Regions from separate parts of the Anas platyrhynchos genome. Here region 2 is linked to region 1. The links are chromatin contacts, called in public Hi-C maps. All regions are on one chromosome and are shown on one strand. The core of a region is the stretch at or near the end of the contact, and the rest is flanking DNA. Distances in the headings are between cores, read along the strand shown. Region 1 overlaps KCNJ2 (potassium inwardly rectifying channel subfamily J member 2). Region 2 has its middle 67 kb from the start of KCNJ16.

Evidence for each region. Hi-C and Micro-C count contacts between places; a contact is called where the count stands out from the background.
Region 2: a Hi-C map of liver shows a contact between it and region 1, with 2.0 times the contacts expected there. The contact joins two enhancer-like sites. A contact is called at or near these places in 2 of 8 Hi-C or Micro-C datasets (liver and skeletal muscle).

What each region holds. Positions count from the first base shown.
Region 1 is chr19:2,440,333-2,445,711 of IASCAAS_PekinDuck_T2T, reverse strand. The region is part of intron 2 of KCNJ2 (potassium inwardly rectifying channel subfamily J member 2); the gene reads left to right. Among named protein-coding and RNA genes, the nearest start is that of KCNJ2, 41 kb to the left of the region's middle. Within about 2 kb of position 1,286, at least 1 of the 8 cell types and tissues checked has an H3K27ac peak or open chromatin away from gene starts, as enhancers often do.
Region 2 is chr19:2,548,475-2,553,584 of IASCAAS_PekinDuck_T2T, reverse strand. No RefSeq gene overlaps it. Among named protein-coding and RNA genes, the nearest start is that of KCNJ16, 67 kb to the right of the region's middle. Within about 2 kb of position 2,249, at least 1 of the 8 cell types and tissues checked has an H3K27ac peak or open chromatin away from gene starts, as enhancers often do.

The DNA of each region.
Region 1 (5,379 bases), core at 37-2,536:
AGGTAAAAGCAGAATTGCATGTTGAGTGCATATGTCTACACATGTGGATGCGGGACTGAAACAACTCCCATCACTTTCCTTACGTTCGCATTAATAAGTGGGACAGCGCCTGCCAATTCCATCTCAAGTTTCGTCCCTCTGAAATATGTGCACTTTCACCAGCTGTGTATTTGGCCCAGGGTAATTACTATAGTGCTAATTTTACCAGAGATGATGAAAGCGCTGGAACAGCCTAACCATATAAAGGGAGGAGATACATACAGCTGATCCAGTCTTCTGGATCCTTTTTTGAGCAAAGGAAGTCATGACTTTGACTTGTAGATTTGTTCCTTAGGGAGGCTTCTTCTTACAGAGCTAGCCGAAACCCAACTGAGGTTAGAAAAGAGCAAGGTCAGGGATACTTGTGTGCTGGAAAATAAAAAGCACTGAGCGCTGAAGTGTTGCCTTGTAGTAAATTACCTTATACGGATTAAATTACTCAAATAGATCTGCTTCTTTTCTTTTCTCTCCTGTGAGAGAAGCCACTTCCAGACACCAAAAGCACAAAGATGCTTGAAAGTCTTCTATTTCTCTCTGGACCTTCCAAAAAGATTCAAAGTCAATTGAAATTTCTAATGAGGACTCAGAACAGATATTTACTCTATCCAAACCAGTTCAGCTTGAAAAAATTACAGTATGGTCAGAGGAAAAGCAATTTGCCAGAGCTTGAAGAGTGTGAATAATGCAAAGCAAACAGCTCTCTGCAGTGTTCACTTATGTTTTCAGACCTGCTCACCTTTATTGTGCACCCACCCTGGCTTTACCTGGCGGTGCTGGTGGCCAGAACCAGGGGTGGTGAATAATGAGAGCTGAGCTGGTGGGTGATTTCTAACTTCTGAAAATTTGGAGGATTTTTTTTTTTTTTTTTTTAACAAAGCACACAGGAATGATTGGCGCTGTTGGCACTCGATCCTAAGCACCGGAGCCATCCCATTAGCAAGGATGAACAAAGCCATCCCGTTGTGCCCGGCTCTGCTCTATTTTGCAAAGGTTTTTATGTCACCTTTTCTGTCAGAGAGCACAAGCACCTTCCAGTACTGTAACAAGCGACATGACGAGCCTCTGTTCATTCTCTTTATCTCTTTGTCTCTCTGGCTGCCTCTCTCACTCTTTACTCTTTGCCACTGATTGCCTCGACATGTGATCTCTGGCCTTTGTCAAACCAAGATAGTCAGAACTCGAGTGCGGAGCGTTCCCTCTGCCTGAGCCCTTACCGGTGGCCTCGGTAGGCAGTTAGCTCTGAAGTTAAGCATGCGATTAGGTCAAAGCAAAATACAGATCTAAGTGCTACTCTGAATAAAGGCGGTTCCTGTCTCAGGACTCAGCAAAAGAACACGGCCTTCCTGTAATCAGACCATCTTTTTGTGAGCCGAGGTCTGACAGTGTGTTTCTGTGGATTGCTTTATGCCACCAACAAGCTGACTTGTGCCAGCCTGGCCCCCCTATGCCCCTTACTCTCTGCAGCACCCATTCCCGTGGGAAGAGCAAGCACAGGCCCAGGAAACCTCTGGAGTCCCAGGGCCTGCAATGCCAGCGGCAGGCCATGGTGTCACCGTGGGCTGCAGCAACTTCGACATTTCATGAATTTCTGTACTGATTTTTTTAATACTTGATGAGAAATGGCACAATCCTTTTCCCTCCAGTCTCTGTCACAAGGTTGCTTAATAAGGTTTGGGCATTAGCTCAAATAATATTAGAGGATCAAAGCCAACTTTTGAAGTATTAGGGAGATTACAAAGAAGTGCATGGCTCATTCCTTCTCAGGCACAACATCTACTAGCACAAAACCGGGGGGAGCCTCCTTCTGGGGCCATCCTTTCCAAGGGCCAAAGCAGCACAGGACATGCAGTTCGGCCCAAAATTTAATTCAGGATGCCCAGAAGTGGGTGGGGAATCCTCCCTCCCCTCTGTGTCTGCACAAGCGAAAGGCAAAATTTAGCCTGGAGGCACAAAATGACATCAGAAAAGCAAATAAGCAGCGCAAGATTACGATAGGAAAAGAAAGGAAGCAGTGGCATTTTCTTGCCGAAGATTATTTCCTCTCTGACGACAGATTTTTCAAATGACAGAGGTGTTTTAGTGGGTGGGCCTTGAAGGCCCGGTCCAAATAATCAGTCAAAAACAATATCAGGAAGCTTAACCAACAATCTGAGCTTGGTATGGCTTTACTCATCTGTTCAATTTTAGTTTTGAGGGAAATTTAGGAAGGTGCCAGCTAATTTAATTCGTCTACCTCCTTCCCAGCCATGCGGGAGTTACGAGTGGGGCTGGGCAGCCATTTTGTGCCAGCGATCCACTCCCCTGATTGCCCTGGCTGCGCAGCTCCCGGCCAGGCTCTCCAGCAAGGAAGAAAAGATGCCGAGACCATGGCTGTGAGAGGTTGTGTGGCCTTTGTGGGTGCCGCTGTGGAGCCGAAGAGGGAATTGCTGTGCCCGGTTGGAGGTGACATGCTTTGGAACAGCCGGCCCAGTCACCCGGTCTCCTATCAGGGAGTAGTCTGCACCACGGCCATCAAGATGGAGTTCCGCATGTGATGTAAATAGGCACAGTGCTAGCTCCTCAGGAAATTCAAGCTTGTTTTCTACTGTATTCTGTATTTTTCCTTCCACAATGGCCAATGATCTAACTCTCTGTTTTCAGCAAAGTTTATTTGCTTTCCGGCAGAGAAAATAAACTCTGATGTTGTCATTTACCGTGTGGCCACGCAGTCCAGGCCAATTCTGACGTTCTGGTACAAACCAGTGGAAAACACTGAGGACATTTTTATCTAAGCTAATATAATAGACTAAAAAATCTAAGAAAGTTAGGAGAGCAGTAATTAATTCACAGGGCAATGTTAACACAAACTAGGTGCCTCTGAGTTTATCAACGCACAGTTTTCACTAGAGTGGCTACAGTGATTGGCAGTAAAATACAGTGATAGATAAAAAAAAAAAAAAAAGACCATCAACAGAAATACAATATGCATATTGCAATGCAGGGAAGCCATGTAGGATTTTAACAGAGGTAATCTCAGTCACTTCTAGATCTTGAATCCCACTTATTTCACATCATCTTTCCTTCAGGAACTGCCAGGCATCACCTGAGAAAGTGGAGGCTGAATCACTTAGGTGAACCAACTTGTATATAGGTTGGCAGGACAGTTGCAGAAATACTTTGTGTTAATTTTGCTTAGAAAAGATGAAAAATTTCCATCTCTTCCCATTGGAAATTTCCCCCATTTCCACCTACAGTGGCACACACACAGTGACAAAGGCCAAATCAGATCTCTACTTCATCCCTTCTCTTACAGCAGTACTGGAATTAGGAAAAACACGGGTTGGTAGCATTGCCCCTTGCTTGTCTTGCACAGAACACCTAAAAGTAAGCTCCCTCTGTGCTTGCTTAGCGCTCCGCTGCTGTGCCAGAAGGGTCGGTGGGCAAGATGCTGCAGGAGCGGAGAAGCGGACCAGAAACACATCTTCACATGCAGCTCTCTCCCCACCCTCACACTTTGGCTAACAGCCATTTGCAAGGATCAACTCATCAGACTCAGAACTTCCAGGGAAAGAGGTTTAAGTTTTGTTCCTGCGTCTCTGAGCTCAGAGGGCTCTGCAGGTGAACGTTTGAAAGGTGGCCAAGCACGACATGGGCTCCCGAGCGAGTACGTGGCTTGACTGGTGCTATCCCACAGCAGGGTATGCATTGAAAACCCTGTGAATACCTGCTCCCTTGATAGCCCTCCTGCTTCCATACAGTACTCACATCACTAAAAATTTGCAAGCCAGAGAAATACAAAGATATTCTTACCCTGTTCTGTTCAGCTGAGCGTGAGCCTATCCTGATTTTAGAAAATCTGGCAGGCCAGTAACACTAAACAACTGAAGCTGTAAGGAAGAGAATGAAAGTGTAGTCACACAGTTTTGTATGTGTAAGTTGCTGGCTCTTAACCCTTTTCCTTCCAGGAATTGTCAGGTTCCCTATGTCAGCTCCATGGGCATGTTCTCACCACTCTGGCTAGTTTTATTAACCATTAACTCCCTTTCCCTTGAGATATCCAAAGAATGGGAACTATGGAAAATGATTACAGAGATTAATAGGAAAATATTAGCTTTATTAATATGCAAATCCTTGGGCAGTTTTACCACTTATTCTAAGGTCATTCTCATTAATCTGAACATATGTTCCCCATTGCCTTTGAGGAAAAATTGCCATAGCTGACTGAGGGCTGGAGGAGTTACAATAAACAACATTGCCATGTCACAAATTATACTAGATGTCCCTCAACTTTACCGTATTTCCAAAATAATAAAAAAAAAAATATCCATAATCCTAAACTGTGAAAATGGATAACTAAATGGTTATACAAATGTCTTTCTAAAGCAAATCTTCCAGAAAGTGAAGAACGTGCAAGGTGTACATTAAATGGCAGATTTACATTCCCTAATCATTTTTAGGGTTTTTGACCCTGTACTGGTAAGTGTCGTTTGAGACCTGGGAGATCTCCCCACACCTTGTGTCATCTGTGTCCCCTCACTCCCCCCTTTTTTAGCCATATCTTATTGTGTCTAAGAGTTTAGCTGGAAATTAAAGATCCTTTAAAGTAGGCATCTTAATTCAGTGTGAATCAAACCACATGGAATATGGTGCTGGAAATAAGTTTTCCTTGGCAGAACTTCTTGGGTTGCTTTTGGATTTCTGGTTATATACAGTTACTGTTAGCTATGGATTACTGTTTGTAATTCATTATTTCGAGATTTCTTCACCTTGCTTCCCACATCCACCATCTGCAGTAGCAATGACTGAAAGCATTTACTTTAATATTTCAAAATATAGCCACCAGTTGGTGGTTTGACTTTACAATCAGACTGAATTAGACAGACTGAAATCTTCAGCAAAGATTTTGGACACACTGTATCTGGGAAGGAAAGAGAGAAAATGTGAATGGTGTGTGAATTCCGCTATTCTCGGTGATATAAAACAATTCAATTTCCTATGCCATATTTCACTCCTTCTATGAACAAGCACAGTATTATCCAGTATAACCATGTCACTGGCTGCACATCTGTATATTCTATTTGCTTGCAAGGTACAAAATATATTTATTTGCATTCTCAAGTCTTATCAAACATGTAACTGACTCCCTCTGGAATTTCCATTGGATTCACCCATTCCTTTTATTGCAAATGTGGCTTCATTTTTCCTTGGAGATCCCAGCATTAGATCTATAAAGATCCAGTTAATGTCTAAACCCCAGGGGGTTGATGTGAATGGGGAAACCACCTTTTCCTGGTGAATTTTTTCCACTTGACTTAATGGTTAGAGAAGAAAGGCTAACTTATGCCAGTTTACATGCATGGA
Region 2 (5,110 bases), core at 1,000-3,499, 110 kb before region 1:
ACGAGACGGGATTGGAAAAGAATTGCCATTATGTTTGTTGATATTCCACCAGTTAATTTGAAATGTAGGCAAGTCATGGAATAATTTAGGCTGGCAACATATTACATGAGACTTTCCTTCTCAACTTCTCAAGCTAAAAAAAAAAAAAAGAACACACTGTCTGTATTAGTAAGCACACAACGTATTTAGATAAGTACATGGAGTCAGAATGAATACAGCCTACATGAGAAATAAAAGGAGACAGACTCTGCGGTGGAAAAAGCATCTGCTCCTTGCAGACATGGGCATTGCCATGGCACTGGAGCAGCCCAACGTGAGTCAAACACTGCAAATATCTGCATGCAGCTCCCTGTGCTTGTCCCTCTTCTTGTGGGATGCCCCATCCTCATGGTCTGGGGCTGGAGGTGGCACACAGCCCTGTGCTTTTGGGACATGGAACCTTCAGGACATGGCCTCTGTCTTGATGCCAAGGTCCCCATGCACCAGTCTGGCCACAGCAGGCGAGCACAGCCCATAAAATGCATCTGCAAGGGACCATCTCCGAAGTCCACCTGCCAAAAGTGGAGAAGCCCCCATAGGGGAAATGTACCCTGATGTACCAAGTCCCGAGGACAGTGTGGTGGCACCCTCGTCTGGTGATCTTCTCTTTATTTTTCCTCTTTCATTCGCAAATTTCCTTCTACCCAAATGCTGCCAAAAAGAAGTTAACCACCCCAAACACTGGGAACACTCACATGATATTTGCAGCTGACCACATCCTCCCAAATCTTTCTTCATCTTGGCCTACTCAATGTATGAGCTTGCAGAGAACAATTCACCCCTTGCCCAACGGGGTTTGAGTTCAACCAGAATTCCCAAGGACTCTGGTAAAAATTGGGCATGATCTTTGAAAACCTAGTATGGTCTTAAAAACCAAAGATATACTGATGATGCCTGACTAATGAATGTGTGGTGGCCAAAAGCAGCTAATGAGACATGACCATGTTAGTCCTACAGAAATCAGAGTGATTAATCATACAGCCAAATGAGCGTACATAATGATAGAAGCCAACGACGCCCTCACATGAGACTCAAATGTCTTCCTGGCAGATAATTCATTCAGGACGCAAGATTACTGGGCCTTGTGCGCTGAACTTCATGAAGGCCTTTGATCTGTGCCACATGGGGTTAGATTAGAAAAGGCATGAAATGTATACAGGCTCTTCAAATTGCAGGGAAACTTTTCCTTGATCACAAAAGAAGATATGAATCAAAGAGATTTCCTTCAGGAAAATCTCAAAGTTCAGGGTTTCGGCAGTGCCCCCAAATACAATTAGGATGTGGAGAGCTGTGTTTTGCTCTTGAATTCACCTGTGTGAACTGAAATCAGAAATAGAAACACTGCAGCAGCTTCCTGAACATTTTGCAGCCCAGATTTTATTAATATCTTCCCCAAACTGGGATTATTTTGCTCATGACCCATGTTCAAATCTGTTCAGGCTTTGTTTGGAAGCAGAAAAACACTCCTCATGGAGGCAACATGCATAACCAAACAGAAATTGCTTGTGTTTGACAGCTTATTTATTTATTAAAAACAAAACAACAGCAAAAAAAAACACTATTAAAATTTAATACAAAATCATATCCTACTATGGAATTCTATGAGAGTGTTAAAAATAACCCAACAGGAAGCATAAAAGCACTTATTAAATTCTCCAAGTATTTACAGTAATTTCTGCATCGGACTCCATTAGATTTCCTAAGAACATTCAATTCCATTTTTACCAAGTTCTCCAGGATTTTTCCAAAAAATGGTCAGCTATTTCTTCCCTTTTTGATCAACAGAGAAAACAAAGCAGCCTGCTTCTTATCGGAGATCTGATTAGATCAACACTTGGTTGCTGCAAAACACAGCACCAGACTTTCAGCTGGCGAAATTCAGCATAAATCTGTTGCTTTCAGAGCTGGACTCACAGACTCCGGTTCCTCCTCTGCCTACCGCTCACCCCAGTTGCCTTTAACGAGATAATAAATCCACGTGCCTCCAGCTTTTGGCTCCCATTTACCAGTTAGTCAACTTGAAAAGCTATTGTTGTGAACTTTGGTATATTTTAGTAGCTGTAAAATTAGCTGTGTTAGTTCAGAGCTGCTGGGAGGGGCTCGTGAGATGTTATTCTCTCTAACATTTTCTGTTGGGGATGGATGGGACGGCCAAGGGCTGAGGTCATTGGGGCTTTGTGTTTAGCAGGAGAGGGGGAATCAGCAGTGCTCGCCAGCAGACCGTCTCCCAGTGACTGTCAGGGTTATGCAACTGGATGTCTCCATGGTGCCCTGGAACGCTGCAGCCCATCTCTGTGAGAGATGCTCTTTCCGAAAAAGACTCCGTGTTTCAAAGAATGACACTTTCTGGCTTCCCAGACACAAAGGCACAATCGTTTCCATTACAGAGCTCGTCTCATCACCCCAGGTTGTGCTGGCCCTGAGGAGCTGCTGTCTAGAGACTGTGCAACCGGGCTGCGAGGATGGTCATGCTCTGTACGGTCGGTTGCCAAAATTACTTCTGGGAACAAAGACGCTCCCTGATTTTTCTGCAACTGAAGTAAATCTCAGACAAAAAACCCAGAGGGAGCTGTTGGCACACATCACGCAGCCATCAAACAGGAATCCTGCTCTCAGATCAGCCAGCTCCTTGGCAGGCAGGAGTTTAGAAACCATTTAGCACATGAAAGCTGGTAAATATGTATATATGTATGTATATATGTATATGAGACACTTATGCATAAGGAAACTGGGCTAGGCATATCATTTTCCAAAGCTGAAAATGTGTCACTCAGCCATAATTGCTAAGCTGAGAGTAATCAAAGTGATTGCTTTAAAGATTGTGATGGAGAGTTCAATGACAGCTCTTAGAGGTGCTTACAGCCACAGTTGTGGTTTTGATGGGGTGGTTCTGGCAAGAGGCTGAATAGAGGTAACAGCACGAACCTGGTGCATGACGGTAGAGCTTTTTCAAAGCCTCACTCAGTAACATGCCATCCTTGCAGGCAGCAAACTTCCCAATAGAGGAGGGTGCCTTTTGGGTACTGAAATGTAAACAGATGCTCCCCTGCAATTAAGTCTAAAGGAGCTGCACATTCACATTCATTTCACACTTGCTGGTAGAGTTCCTCTGAGTTATTCTCCGTCAGTAACTTCACTGGTCTGGGAGCACTGAGCTGAGGCAGGAAATGTTTTCTGCACTGTTGCTCATTATTTCCCAAATGTCCTTGGGACAGGCTGCTTGCTCACCGCTACTTTGTGAACCACCAGCACGAGTGATGCCACCAGAACTCTGCTGAGCAATGGAATAACCTCCTGAGGCTAAACACAGCCTAGGGATCAAAGATGTTTCGTGGGTCTGCTGCTATCATTTGTGTGTCTTCAGCATCTGCTCAGCTCCTCCCGGTGCTCGTGGGATGCCAACCTCTGCGAAAGGGCTGGGTGTGCAGGGAATTCCGGCAGGGAGGTTACAAGGAAGCTCTGGCACCTGGTGTTGTGCTGACTTGCCCATTAAGTGCTTGATGGACTTTGGTTTTCTCCGATGAGTTTTCTCCCTGGCGCTTACTCCTACCTCTAAGCTACGCTGTGTGTTATACCGCTTTGCTTGGCTTGCACCCAGCCCTGGCTTCACCGCAAAGTTTTGTATCAACAGGCCAGGTATATAATAAGGTGTGCTCTCCCTGAGTTATTTATGAACTAAGAACACATCCCTTGGCCAGGCAGCGATACCTCGTCTCAGGCACAGCTCTTTAAAAAGCAGCTTCTTTATTTTCCAGATGCAACTCGCACTTCTCAAAGTTGGATTTCTGCTTCCAAGTGGCTGCTTTGCAGCTCAGGCTACAGAGGACGGAGGTCGGCATGGGAGGGAAAGACCTCGGCACGCGATTGTGCTCAGCAGGTCATTCCCACAGCCTGACTCGAGCGTATCCCCCCTGCACCATTTATGGCTGGGAAGGAGAAGTGGAAGCATTGTGGATACACTGAGATGAATTAGTGCAGAATGCCATTTGCACTGGGGAACGCCAGCAGCACCACATCCTCCTTATCCTCATGGAGAAGGAATGCCCTTGTCACGCATGCCTTGGGAGGGACATGTGTTGCCTTGGGAGACGTGGGGTGGGTGTCCCAGGTGGGCTGCAGGGAGGGATAGGACACAGGTGACACAACACCCTGCCAGGGCTCCCACCTTTGCTTTTCAGGGTGTTCGGAGTGGGTGCATCACCTCCTTGCAGCACACTCATGCGCTCTATCTCAGTCTCACCAGCCCCTCTTTCACCATCGTTTTCCTATTCCACACATGCTACAACAAGCTTCAAAACCCTCAGAGGCTGCTCCCTCCCATGCACAGAAAGAGTTGTGTAGCAAATGTGAGTGATAGCTTGTTGTTTGATTTTATACTCCCCATAAAAGTCCATTCCATCTTGGAAGGAGAAGCACAGTGGCGGGGAATCCAACTGTATCCCTTGGAAATCTCCCAGCTGACTCCAGAGGAGGATCAAATCTCTATAATGCAATAAAGCAGACAAATGAAAAAGATTCTGCAATCGAGGTGAAGTCCAAATTTCCTCCATGTCAATGGGAAAGTCACTGGCCTCTAGTCAAAAGCATATTCTGTGCTGACCGGAGAAGTAATGCACAGGATCAGGAGCTGAGCAGATTCGGAAAGATTGCATGATAGGAGAATAAAGGGCTAAACTGATAATCCTATCACGAAAACACAACTTAATCTGGGGCCACGTATGAAAGACTGAATCCAAATTGCAGCAAATTCACCCAATTTGCCTCTATCTGCTCCTCGTGCTGACAGAGGACCGAGCTGATTGCTGCAGTGCACGGCACAGGGTAGTGCCTAATTACCTGCATTACAAGCAAAGTGCACAGTATGTCTTAGGAGACAACATTTTAAAATTTAATCCTCATAAGAGGATTCTGTCAGTCAGAAATCAGGCTTTTCCTCTCCCCTTTAGCAGAAAAATACTTTTGCATGCTGGGGCTGTGTGAGAGCTGCTTGCCCAAGGCTCCCTGTCTCCCTGGGGACTAAACCAAGCTTGAATCCCATTTAGTCACCTTCCTTTTCTATATTTTTTATTCA